2 separate regions of the Macaca mulatta genome follow, and region 2 is linked to region 1. A link is a contact called in public Hi-C data. All regions are on one chromosome and are shown on one strand. The core of a region is the stretch at or near the end of the contact, and the rest is flanking DNA. Distances in the headings are between cores, read along the strand shown. Region 1 overlaps CCDC50 (coiled-coil domain containing 50). Region 2 overlaps OSTN (osteocrin).

Evidence for each region. Hi-C and Micro-C count contacts between places; a contact is called where the count stands out from the background.
Region 2: a contact with region 1 is called in a Hi-C map of liver, with 5 times the contacts expected there. The contact joins two enhancer-like sites. A contact is called at or near these places in 3 of 14 Hi-C or Micro-C datasets (CD4 T cells, fibroblasts and liver).

The regions. Positions count from the first base shown.
Region 1 is chr2:7,292,852-7,298,757 of T2T-MMU8v2.0, forward strand. CCDC50 (coiled-coil domain containing 50) reads right to left here. Exons shown (of 12, transcript XM_077994129.1): 12 at 1-3,947. The coding sequence ends at 3,928. Among named protein-coding and RNA genes, the nearest start is that of PYDC2, 72 kb to the left of the region's middle. Within about 2 kb of position 3,345, at least 1 of the 40 cell types and tissues checked has an H3K27ac peak or open chromatin away from gene starts, as enhancers often do.
Region 2 is chr2:7,446,164-7,452,069 of T2T-MMU8v2.0, forward strand. All of the region lies in intron 3 of OSTN (osteocrin), which reads right to left. All of the region lies in intron 1 of LOC106997177 (a long non-coding RNA gene), which reads left to right. Among named protein-coding and RNA genes, the nearest start is that of OSTN, 31 kb to the right of the region's middle. Within about 2 kb of position 2,223, at least 2 of the 40 cell types and tissues checked have an H3K27ac peak or open chromatin away from gene starts, as enhancers often do.

The DNA of each region.
Region 1 (5,906 bases), core at 2,095-4,594:
CCAGAAATGAGAAAATGCGACCATTTTATATAGTTCTCTATGAGCAGTAACAGACAAAGTAATTTAAAGATCTTTTTTCCTTTTTGCTGAAGCATGAGCTTTTGATTTTGTTATGATTGTTGCATCAGAATATGGCCCTCAATATACAATGAAGTCTACCTTAGCACTCCCTACACAGATACCGTCTTCTCAAAAGGGAAAAGCCTTTGGCTACAAGTTCTATTCTATTATCAGTCCCTCAGAAGGCTGTTCACACAGAGATCTCACTCCTTATTAGGCTGAAGATTTTACAGCCAATCATCATAGATATCTTTCAAGAAAATCATCACTGAATAATGAATCATCTCGGTACTCCCCAAAGTGATGTTTACACAAAGACAGGACATTAAAAATCTAGGACCTAAAATGTTAAACCACTTACGGGGTAAAATGAATGCACCATATTACAGTAGGTATTTCCAATCTGGCACAACACGAATTTCAGACAAGTTTTCACAGTACTAAAGAAAATTAATAATCAGTTAAAAGCTAATTATTTTTATACTGAAAAGTTCTGACTTTGAGGGAAAGTGATGAGCAACAGTCAGCAATGAATTCCCTCATCATCCAGCTCAGCTTCAGTACACATTAAAGAAAAGGAGGGTTAATGAATTGGGTCCAGAATTTTCTAGAGTGAGTTCAGTAAACACAAACACAAGGTCACATATTTTGGAATCTGTTGACCTAGATCCAAGCAGTCATTGCCATTCTAAAAAGGTTTTCCTCCTAAGAGCATCTATCCATATCTTTCTTTTCTAATTCAGCTATTTCTCTATCATCAGAACACCTAGGGTTAATTTTCATTTTCTGTTTTTGTAACTTATTGGTATGCTGCTGGTGGTTGTAAAGTAACTTGGGAAATAGCAATTCAATAGTATGCAAAGCCACTTTCTGAAAATCACAATGTTCCTTTAAATATATGTAAAGCAACTGTCCAGTCCCAAAATAAAATACTTATGTCTAATAAAATATGTATGTCTAATAGTGGTTTGAACGCAAAAGTCAAATATTTTTCAAGTCAAAACATTTAATTTGACTCTTATCTAACTTTACTTCCAAACAATGATTTATAAAATGTGGAGGAGAGTGGGTGTCTATGTCAAGCAGCCTTATGATAAGGCTCCATAACATATTGTGCTTATTCAACAATACAGGTGTTAATGAGGCCTGGCCTCCAAAGGACAAAGATACAGAAATAGAAAGGTTTTCCAAGGCCAGAAGTATTAGTTTACATCACAACATTAAAGCATAATACATTGTGGGCCTAAAAATTAAACTGCTTCCACATTTATATAAAAATGACCAAGTAAAAAGCAGAGAACACAGTGAAAAGTGTCTGGCAGTTCATTAAAATACACGAGTTGCTTCTATAGTCTCAAACATTATTACATTATTTGAATGAGAATGAGTAAGAGGATTTAACTGACTGAACTGCATTTCTATCTCCTTATTCATAGGGTAATAATTACTCTATTATTTAAAAAGTGTTTGCTTTACACAAAAATAAAATAAACATAAAATATTTTAAAATTGTAATCTTTTAAAAACCTTTAAAAAAAGTAATAAATTTTCAATAAAGATGTTGAATTAGCTATCACAAGGGAAATACCACCTTTGGTCACTTACTAAGACAGCTGAAACACTAGCATTCCGGGGAAGTGTTAAGTGGTATGAAATTTTTTTGAATAAAGTACCTCCAGTTAACATTTTACAATAATAAATAACTGGATGAAGTACATGAGAGGCAAGAGAAATGCAGAATTTTTAAAGTAAAACTGATCATTGTATGAGATAGAAAAATAAATATTTATGAAATAAAAAATGGCAAATGATTTTGCCTAGTTATCAAATAAAAATACACTTTTTTTCCTTTAAAATTACAATAAAAAAACTTTGAAGGACATGAAACAAAATCACAGGGCAGATAAAGAAAAATATAGCATTACTATAAATAAACAAGGCCTAAGCTTTGGATATTGAAACCACTATCTGGAATTTGACTTAAGGCCAGGACCTTCCATTTTGTCTCCAACTTCCTTATTTAAATGGAGGTTTTTCTTTATCATAGCTATAAAAAGTCCTGTTATTTTCCTTTTCCTCCATTTCTCCAAAATAACTATATAACGAAGGGATGCAGATTATCTTTCTGATTAACATTTGCCCAACACTTAATTCAGATGATTTTACTTAAATTCCTGTAATACACAAACTTTATGAAACTACAAATCTTTCTCAAAATGAGCTGCTTGAATATTGTCCAACTTTAAAGACTATCTGAAAAGATAAGGCAAACAGAAGGCAATTTCCAGTAGGAAAAAAATTAACATTTTTCTCTAGTGACCTATATATTTCTTTCCGAACAAAAGCCATATTGAAATGCCAAGAATTTCAGATTTACACAATGAAAAATAATAGCAAGTCAAGTTATATATGAAGGTGGGGGAGAGAGAGAGAGGGAGTACAAGTGAGCTTGATTGCCATTTGTCAGCTAAGCAGTATGGGAAAATAAATATGGCAGTAAGGTCAGCAGCTACACAAAGACTCAATTTCTTGAAGAGGGGCTTGAAGGTCTTGTACAAAATACAATCCCTTGAACAAAGGAATACTAATGTTTAAAACCAAATACTTGGCTGGCTGGATGCAGTGGCTTATACCTGTAATCCCGGCGCCTTGGGAGGCCGAGGCAGGTGGATCACTTGAGGTCAGGAGTTTGAGACCAGCTTGGCCAACATGGTGAAATCCCCTCTCTACTAAAAATACAAAAATTAGCTGTGCGTGATGGCACACACCTGTAATCTCAGCTACTCTGGAGGCTGAGGCAGGGGAATTGCTCAAGCCCGGGAGGTGGAGGTTGCACTGAGTCAAGATTGCACCACTGCACTCCACCCTGGGTGACAGGGTGAGACTCCACCTCAAAAAAAAAAAAAAAAAAAATACTTGGGTAAATAACCACTTTATCAAATTCAACTTCAAGTTGAATTAATCTAATTATTGGTATGTAAACACAACATTATTGAGAGGTTATCAACAAATACAGATATGACTTTAAGCAAGAGAAAAACCTCAGTCTACAGCCAGAGAAGGATGGCATCATTACTTATGCAATCATCTTTCAATTCCATTTCCTTGGCTCTACAAGTAAATCAAAAACAAGAGATGGAATACAAAGATTTTCATATATCTGAGTTAAAATTTCAGAGAACTAAATTTTTGTCAATAAATACCAATAAATGGTCCATTGCCCAGGGGCTTCGGAAAGTCTTGCTACTGAGTCAAAAGCTGAGTAACTGTTAAAGAATGCTATCTAGGTCAATCTCCCCAGGAGGGCTGAGAAGGAATATGCAAAACCTCTATAGTCCATCTAGTCAGAATAACATATTTCAATTGCTTCAAGAGTTTCTTTTTTGAAAATACTTTATGGTAGTGATTTTCTTTTCCTAAAGAATACAAAAAGCAAAGCCTCTCTCCTTCAAAATATCATACACTAATGCAACAAAAAGCTATTTCCTATATTCTTTTATTCTGCGTTGCATCCAAACATTGTTTTACTTTAATCATTCATCTCCATAAAATTTGAATTGCTAATTAAAGCCTACTCCCTAGATACCAAATTCCATACCTAACAAAATGGCAGTTTACAGAGCTCTTAGATATATGCAGCATAGAGGTGGCCAATATTCAGAAGCTACATTTTCTTATACTGCCCAAGTGATTACAAATAACCAAAATATTTGAAATGATTTAAAAATTATTTATGGTCAGAAATACACTTGAGGATAAATCCCAGGAATGCAAACACAGGAGAAAAAAATAAGTGTAGAATTCATTCTGTATCACCCAGTAATATTTGCTATAGTGAGTCCATTTTCAAGGCAGATTCCTAGGTTTTTAATGCTTGTAATGAAAACCTGGGGAGGGGAAGAAAAAAGGAAACACAATTAAGGAAAAACCTTTGAAACTCAGACAGCTTTTTCTCCTTGCCCAAGTAAAATAACTTTATTTCTATACATTTCAAATGGTACTTTATTCTTGATTGTGACGTATATACAGAATCAATGTGTTAGTTTAGTATTATGCATCAAATGTATGTCTAAGACAGTAAGGTCCCCCTCAAAAGGTGATACATGTAGTTTGAGAAAGAAAAATACGAGCTACTTTGTTAAATCGGGAACAGTGAAAATGCCACCAACTGATGGAAGCTGAGGTGGGATGTTTTGATGAAGATGTTTATAATGTCCAACTAACCTTATTTTTAAAATAATGTCTTTTATCTTCTTCTCAGTATGGGATGCAAGTCAGAATGGTGGGGAGGGAAGCTTTCTTAAAAATGCCAATGCTGGACAACCTCCGTCCAGAGATTCTGATTTAAGTATTCTAGAGTGTCATTTTTGCAATGGTATTTTTAAATAACAGCAGAAAATGTAATTTAAAGACATTTCGGGACATTATTATTAGACTTAGAAATGAATAATAACAGTATCACCTAAGTCTTCAAAAATCCTAACCAAAAAACGCATCAATTAATGAGATCTAATATATTTGCAAAGTCTACTGCACTCTGCAAACTTCTTTTACATATGTAATCTTTCATGATCCTGACAACTCTGACGCTTTCCATTTAGACTGCCTCCATTTTGTAGAGGAGGAAATCAATATAAGAAACTATCTCTTTCAGCATTTCATTTTACAACTCTCATAAATATGTACATAAGTGAACCCAGATCCTTGCAAGAGCAAATATAACCCAACTGTTCGTCTGTCAGAGGCATCTGAACCAGAGCAACTCCATCTTTAACAGTGGCTGGATAAAATAAGGCTGAGACCTGCTGGACTGCATTCCTAGGAGGTCAGACATTCTAGGTCACAGGATGAGATACGGGGTCAGCACAAGACACAGGTAATAAAGACTTTGCTGATAAAATAGGCTGTGGTAAAGAAGCTGGCCAAAACCAAGACGGTGACAAATTTGAACTTTGGTTGTCCTCACTGCTCATTATATGCTAACTATAATGCATTAGCATGCTAAAAGACACTCCCACCAGAGCCATGACAGGTTACAGATGCCATGGGAACATCAGAAGTTACCCTATAAGGTCTATAAAGGGAAGGAACCCTCAGTTCCAGGATTTGCCCACCCCTTTCCCAGAAAACTCCTGAATAATACACCCCTTGTATTAATCAGCATATAATCAAATAACCATAAAAATGGGCAACCAGCAGCCCACACTGCTGCTCTGCCTATGGAGCAGCCATTCTTTATTCCTTTACTTTCTTAATAAACTTGCTTCTACCAGTTTACTCTATGGATTCCCCTAGAACTCTTTCTTACACGAGATCCAAGAACCTTCTCTTGGAATCTGAACCGGGACCCCTTTCTGGTAACACATTTTAAAGGTTTCATCCAGTTTAGATATCCCTATTTTTTCTTTATGCTTTGTTCCATTTTTCTTTTGCATAAAAGTTACGTGGGAGTTGTGCATGCATATTTTAAATCTAATTAATAAGAGTCATGGGCAGATAGGAAACAAGAGCCACTCTAGAAAATGCAGTCCTGCAGATCTAAATGGAGGTCACCATCACCCTTTAAGAATCTGATGAAAGAGCTGGGTGCGGTGGCTCATGCCTGTAATCCCAGCACTTTGGGAGGCCGAGGCAGAGGGATTACTTGAGTCTAGTCTGGGGTGACATGGTAAAACCTCATCTCTACAAAAAAAAAAAAAAAAAAAAAAACAGAAATTAGCCGAGCATGGTGGCACACGCCTGTAATCCCAGCTCCCTGGGAGGCTGAGATGGAAGGATGACTTGAACCCAGGTGGTGGAGGCTGCAGTGAGCTGAGACCATGCCACTGCGTTCCAGCGTCGGGGAC
Region 2 (5,906 bases), core at 973-3,472, 150 kb after region 1:
GGCATTTCTTCACAACAAATTAGAAAGAAAAGAAAATGTTAGAATTTTTACCGTAATCTTTGGGATTTTTGTCAAGAAGGGCAATCATATCTGACAAATTGAATCTGGCATTGCTAGTCTCAACTTTAGCCTGAACCTATCGTTACAGTGCATAGAGCTGTACTGGGGCATGAACAGGAACGGAGCAGAAGAGGGCCTCACACCTCACCAGGAAAGCCAGTTAACCATAGGTGATGGTCAGGCATTTGTCACACGGTCTCTCTAAAGCAATAATTGGTCACAGCCAGTACAGAGAAAGGCAGTTTCCGTATAGATCAGAACTATCTGAAACTGGTGATCAGCAGCTTCCTGATAAGATCTCAGGAGTTGGGTGACTGGGCTCAAGCATGTGCTTTAAGAGGTTAAATGGTGGTGTTTAACTGGTACATGACCTAGGGGCATTCCACCGAAAGAGCAACGCCAGATGCCGGAAGTAGGTCAGCATATAAAACCCTAAGGCCAAGGTCAAACTGGAAGATGTCTGCTTGGCCTTCTTCCAAGTGTACCTTACTTTTCATTCCTGCTCTAAATCTTTTTAATAAACTTCCACCCCCACTCTAAAACTTGCCTAGGTCTCTTCTTCTGCTTTATGCCCCTCAGTCAAAGTCTTTCTTCTGAGGAGGCAAGAATTGAGATAGCTGCAGTCCCGGTAGGATAGAAATCCATATATCATGGATACAATAATTCTACAAGTATTCCTTTAATGCATATATTCTAAGTGAATCTTACTGTTCCTGGCCTTTGACAAATACCTTATTCACACAGAACTTTAATTTCTTTGTAGAAAGTCGCTTGAGGCAACACATAATTGACTTTTCCCTCTACTTCCTCATTTCACATGTAAAACCTAGATTTACTTAGGCTAATCAGAGCCTCACAAGAATGTAAGCATCTGCCTCACTGCCTGCCCTCGCTGCCATTTTTCCCTCCTGCTCGCTCTAGTAGCTTTGTAGAAAGCTACTTTCTGCAAAGAAATTAAGTGGAAAGTCATGGCCTTGGAGTTAAACAATCTGGCATGTAATTTATGTCAACATAATCTCAGGGAAATCATTTTGTCTCTCTGAAAACATAATAAAATGTGGATCCTAATGTCAGAGGCATTTGAACCAAAGAGACTCCATCTTGAATAGGGGCTGGGTAAAATGAGGCTAAGACTTGCTGGACAGCATTCCCAGAAGGTTAGGCATTTTAGTCAGAGGATGTTTACAGTTAAGAAAACATGTTAATGATGTTGATGGAAGAAATCCAGGACTTAGTAGGCCCAGGAAATGTCCTGATGTTACGATATCGTAAGAACAAAAGCATTCTTAGTTTAAAAATAAGTTTCACTTTAAATATAATAATATAAATTATTGTGGAAGACAGTAGTTACACAAACATTAACAGTCCTTTGTCACAAGCCCTTGTAGTAGTGCACATCTCCCCAAAGATTTTTTCTTCTTTTTTGCTTTGTTATCTTATATGTAAACAAGCATTATATCTAAAGTGGACACATTCCTTCTCTTGCTTTTGGGCCCTACTCTGTCTATGGAGTAGCCATTTTTTTGTTTCTTTATTTCTGTAATAAAATTGCTTTCACTTTACTCTGTGGACTCGCCTCAAATTCTTTCTTGTGTGAGATCCAAGGGCCCTCTCTTGGGGTCTGGTTTGGGACCACTTTCTGGTAACAATACCTCCTTCTTAGTGTGTGATAGAGATTTTTAAAAAGCAGTGTGCCAGAATACTAAAATGGGATGCTTTCTCAGTTTTTTGCTGTGGCTTTAAAAGGCTGAATAAAAAAGAGAGAGAAAGGGAGAGAGAAAGTATGTGGGAAGTATTTCATTTTGCATTCCAAAGTGAGGTGCTAGACTTATGCAGTATTTCCAGAGGAGGTTGTTACAAACTAATTTTTTCCAACTTCAATCCAATAAAGGGATTCCTACTGAATAGCTCGCGAAAGGAGAATTTCTTGGGAGCAAGTTATTGAAAAACAATGGCATTTCCCCTCTTCCTTCTTATGGGGAAAGGGCTTTAAGAAAAACACTTCAAGTTTAAAATATGCCCATCGAAGCATGGTGAACCTAATCAAATAGTGTCTATGAAATCTAAAGGGCAAGAAACTGTGAGAACTGGCTTGATACCAGGCTGAAGAGATGACTGCACCAAGAACAGCTTCACTTTCAGTAACCAGAGTCAAGGATGTGGGTTTTCTGTGGGCAGATGTAGAGCATGTGGAGAGAGTGAGCCTGGGTCAATTATAGAAGGGACCTTGCCCCAAGGGCTTTCTGCCAGGGCTGACAGGTGAAGCAAACCCAGCAGGATGCTGATGGTGGTGTCAAATGCAGGAGACGGGAGAATAGGATGAGGATGAGGGGCATAACAGACTTGGCAGAAGAAGAGTATTCTTGGAGGTAAGAACGTCTATGTTACTGTTCACACTAGGGTTTATGTGACTCCCAGAAACATTCCACAATGAGTCAGCTTTGAGCGTTCAGCAAAGTCGTGAGAGCACAAAGACAGGTCATCATATTAAGTCAAGTAAGACTTTGTTTTACTTCTCTGCATGCATCTCCACCCCCAGTTCTGGAGGAGACAAAAGGCAGCCTACTGTGGTAAGGGAGAGTGTGAATATAAAATGGACACAAGCTCCTTCCCACTGAAGCCTTCCAGGATGAATGGGGTCGGTCCAAGCTAGGGGAAAGAGAAGCTTTATTAATATTCATAGTTTGAGGTCACATATAAGAATGGTTATTTGAATGACTGTTATATGGTTATTTTTCTAGTACAAGTAACCAGAGGGATTCTTATTATTTCGATGTGACCAGTAGAGCCATTAATACCTGCCTTTTGGTTTATTCAAGGGGTAGTGAACAACAACTCCCCCTGAGTGGGTTGGAATGCAGGGGATGGGAGGAAAAACTGTTTTCTCTGATTATGACCTATGGAGTTTTTCTCTTTCAATTAGGCGATATAATAACAATATTCTGGAGCAAAGTGTTTCTTGACCTAAATCTCCAGAATGTGTAGAATTTTGCTGGCTGTCTTCCCTCTGCTCTCAGATATACGCTGCCTTTTCTCACCCTACTTTTAGTCCTAGAAGGCTGAGCTTTTTGGAACACGTAAATGTTCCTGTGCCCTCTGGCTTTGGTGTGGATCAAGCAATAGATAATTTGGGGAAGAGAGAACAGAGGAAGAGCTGGAGACAGGTCAGGATACTTTTCTCCTGGCCATTCCTTGCATGACCTCTTCCAGGGAGGTATGCTCCTGAAAAAAAGTCACTACTTTTCTTTTCTTTTTTTTTTTTTTTTCGGGATGACATCTCACTCTGTTGCCCAGGCTGGAGTACAGTGGTGCGATCTTGGCTCACTGCAACCTCTGCCTCCCGGGTTCAAGCGATTCTCCTGCCTCAGCTTCCCAAGGAGCTGGGATTACAGGTGCATGCTACCAACATCCGGCTAACTTCTATATTTTTAGTAGAGATGGGGTTTCACTTTGCTGGTCAGGCTGGTCTTGAACTCCCAACCTTAGGCAATCTGCCTGCCTCAGCCTCCCAAAGTGCTGGGATTACAGGCATGAGCCACCGCACCCGGCCAAGTCACTACTTTTCTCAAGGCATCTGAAACTCTATGACTCTCTGACTTTTGGAAACCTCTTCCTTTCTTGTCTTTTCCGGCCACCATGGGCTGCTGTGCCATCCATTATTATCTGCCTGTACCCAGAGTTTTGTAAATAGTCTTCCTTTGAAAAAACCCTCCTCAAATTTTCCTGTTTCAAAGGTGACACCTATTTCTTGTTGGAACCCTAACACAATGGCATTTCTTGCTTTACTGTCCTAAAATATTAAATGTGAGAATTAAAGCAATAAGAGTTGTAAAAATGTTTAATAGTAATTAAATTCAAATGTACAGCACTATTACTGTGACTATTTGCAAGACATTTTTAGTGTTGTGTGAAGGAGTGAGAGAAACCATTATTTAGAAAAATTCTAGGCCAATCATCAGTATCTTTTTTTTTTTTTTTTTGAGACAGAGTTTTGCTTTTGTTGCCCAGGCTGGAGTGTAATGGCGTGATCTCGGCTAACTGCAACCTCTGCCTCCCGGGCTCAAGTGATTCTCCTGCCTCAGCCTCCCAAGTAGCTGGGATTACAGGCGTGCGCCACCACGCCCGGCAAAGTTCGTATTTTTAGTAGAGATGCGGTTTCATCATGTTGGTTATGCTGGTCTCAAATTCCCAGCCTCAGATGATCTGCCTGCCTCGGCCTCCCAAAGTGCTGAGATTAAAGGCATGAGCCACTGCGTCCAGCCATCAATATCTTCTAATGTTAAAGAGTCATTCAGATAGTAGATACTATTTTTTCCGGAAAAAAGACAGGGCTTGGTAGCTCACGCCTGTAATCCCAGCACTTTGGAAGGCCGAGGCAGGCAGATCACTTGAGATCAGGAGTCCCAGCTACTCGGTAGGCGGAGGCAGGAGAATCGCTAGAACCTGGGACGTGGAGCTTGCAGTGAGCTGAGATTCTGCCACTGCACTCCAGCCTGGGCGACAGAGCAAGACTCCGTCTCAAAAAAAGAAAAAAAGAAAACAGAAATAAAATGATAACTTCAGACTTTAAACAAGTGAATGGAAATAAGGAAAATATTTTGGGCTTCAAAGTATAGTTGAGTTAGTGTTGCCTGGAGAATTGAAGTAATTTGCACATGAATCAGAAAATGAAGCTAGTGTCCTATTCAGGTAAAAATATGTTAAGCAATACAACATAGGAACAACAGGTGGTTCTTTGTCTCAAGTTAATATGATCTGATATAGGGTTTTCCCTGTTTAGCTTTTTATATTTGTTTCTTTTCATCTTTGTTTTCCCTAGCTTTCATGAGTTTTTTTGTTTCCATCTCCTGGTGGACCTTTTTGAAAGTACAGTTAATTTTCTTTTTCTTTTCTGATATTCTGTAGTAATTTAGAATTAAATAATGCATTTTGTACCCTGGTGACTCAGAGTTTTAAAATCTGGCATTATGTAGCAATATAATTCTGGGGCCTATACATGTAGATGGGAAAGGGTTACATCTTTAGTTCCATTAACCCGTAAATGAAAGATAACATTTATGACCGAACACAGTGCTCATGCCAGTAATCCCAGCATTCTGAAAGGCAGAGGTGGGCGGATCACTTGAGGCCAGGAGATCGAGACCCGCCTGGCCAACATGGAGAAACACAGTCCCTACTAAAAATACAAAAATTAGCCAGGCATGGTGGCAGGCACCTATCATCCCATGCCTATAATCCCAGCTACTCGGGAGTCTGAGGCAGGAGAATCACTTGAACCTGGGAGGTGGAGGAGGCAGTGAGCCAAGATCTCACCATTGCACTCCAGTCTGGGCAATAAGAGCAAAACTGCATCTAAAAAAAAAAAAGATAAAAAAAAAAAAGATTAAGCCACTGCCCTCCAGACTAGGCAACAGAGTAAGACTCCATCTCAAAAAAATAAATACATAAAAATAATTTTTTTTTTTTTTTGAGACGGAGTCTTGCTCTGTCACCCAGGCTGGAGTGCAGTGGCCAGATCTCGGCTCACTGCAAGCTCCGCCTCCCGGGTTCATGCCATTCTCCTGCCTCAGCCTCCCGAGTAGCTGGGACTACAGGCGCCCGCCACCTTGCCCGGCTAGTTTTTTGTATTTTTTAGTAGAGACAAGGTTTCACCGTGTTAGCCAGGATGGTCTCGATCTCCTGACCTCGTGATCTACCCGTCTCGGCCTCCCAAAGTGCTGGGATTACAGGCTTGAGCCACCGCGCCCGGCCCATAAAAATAATTTAAAAAATAGCATTTACTTTATGAATATAGAAAAGAAATAATAGTAATAGTTGTGTCTGAACATTATTACTCATATAAATCA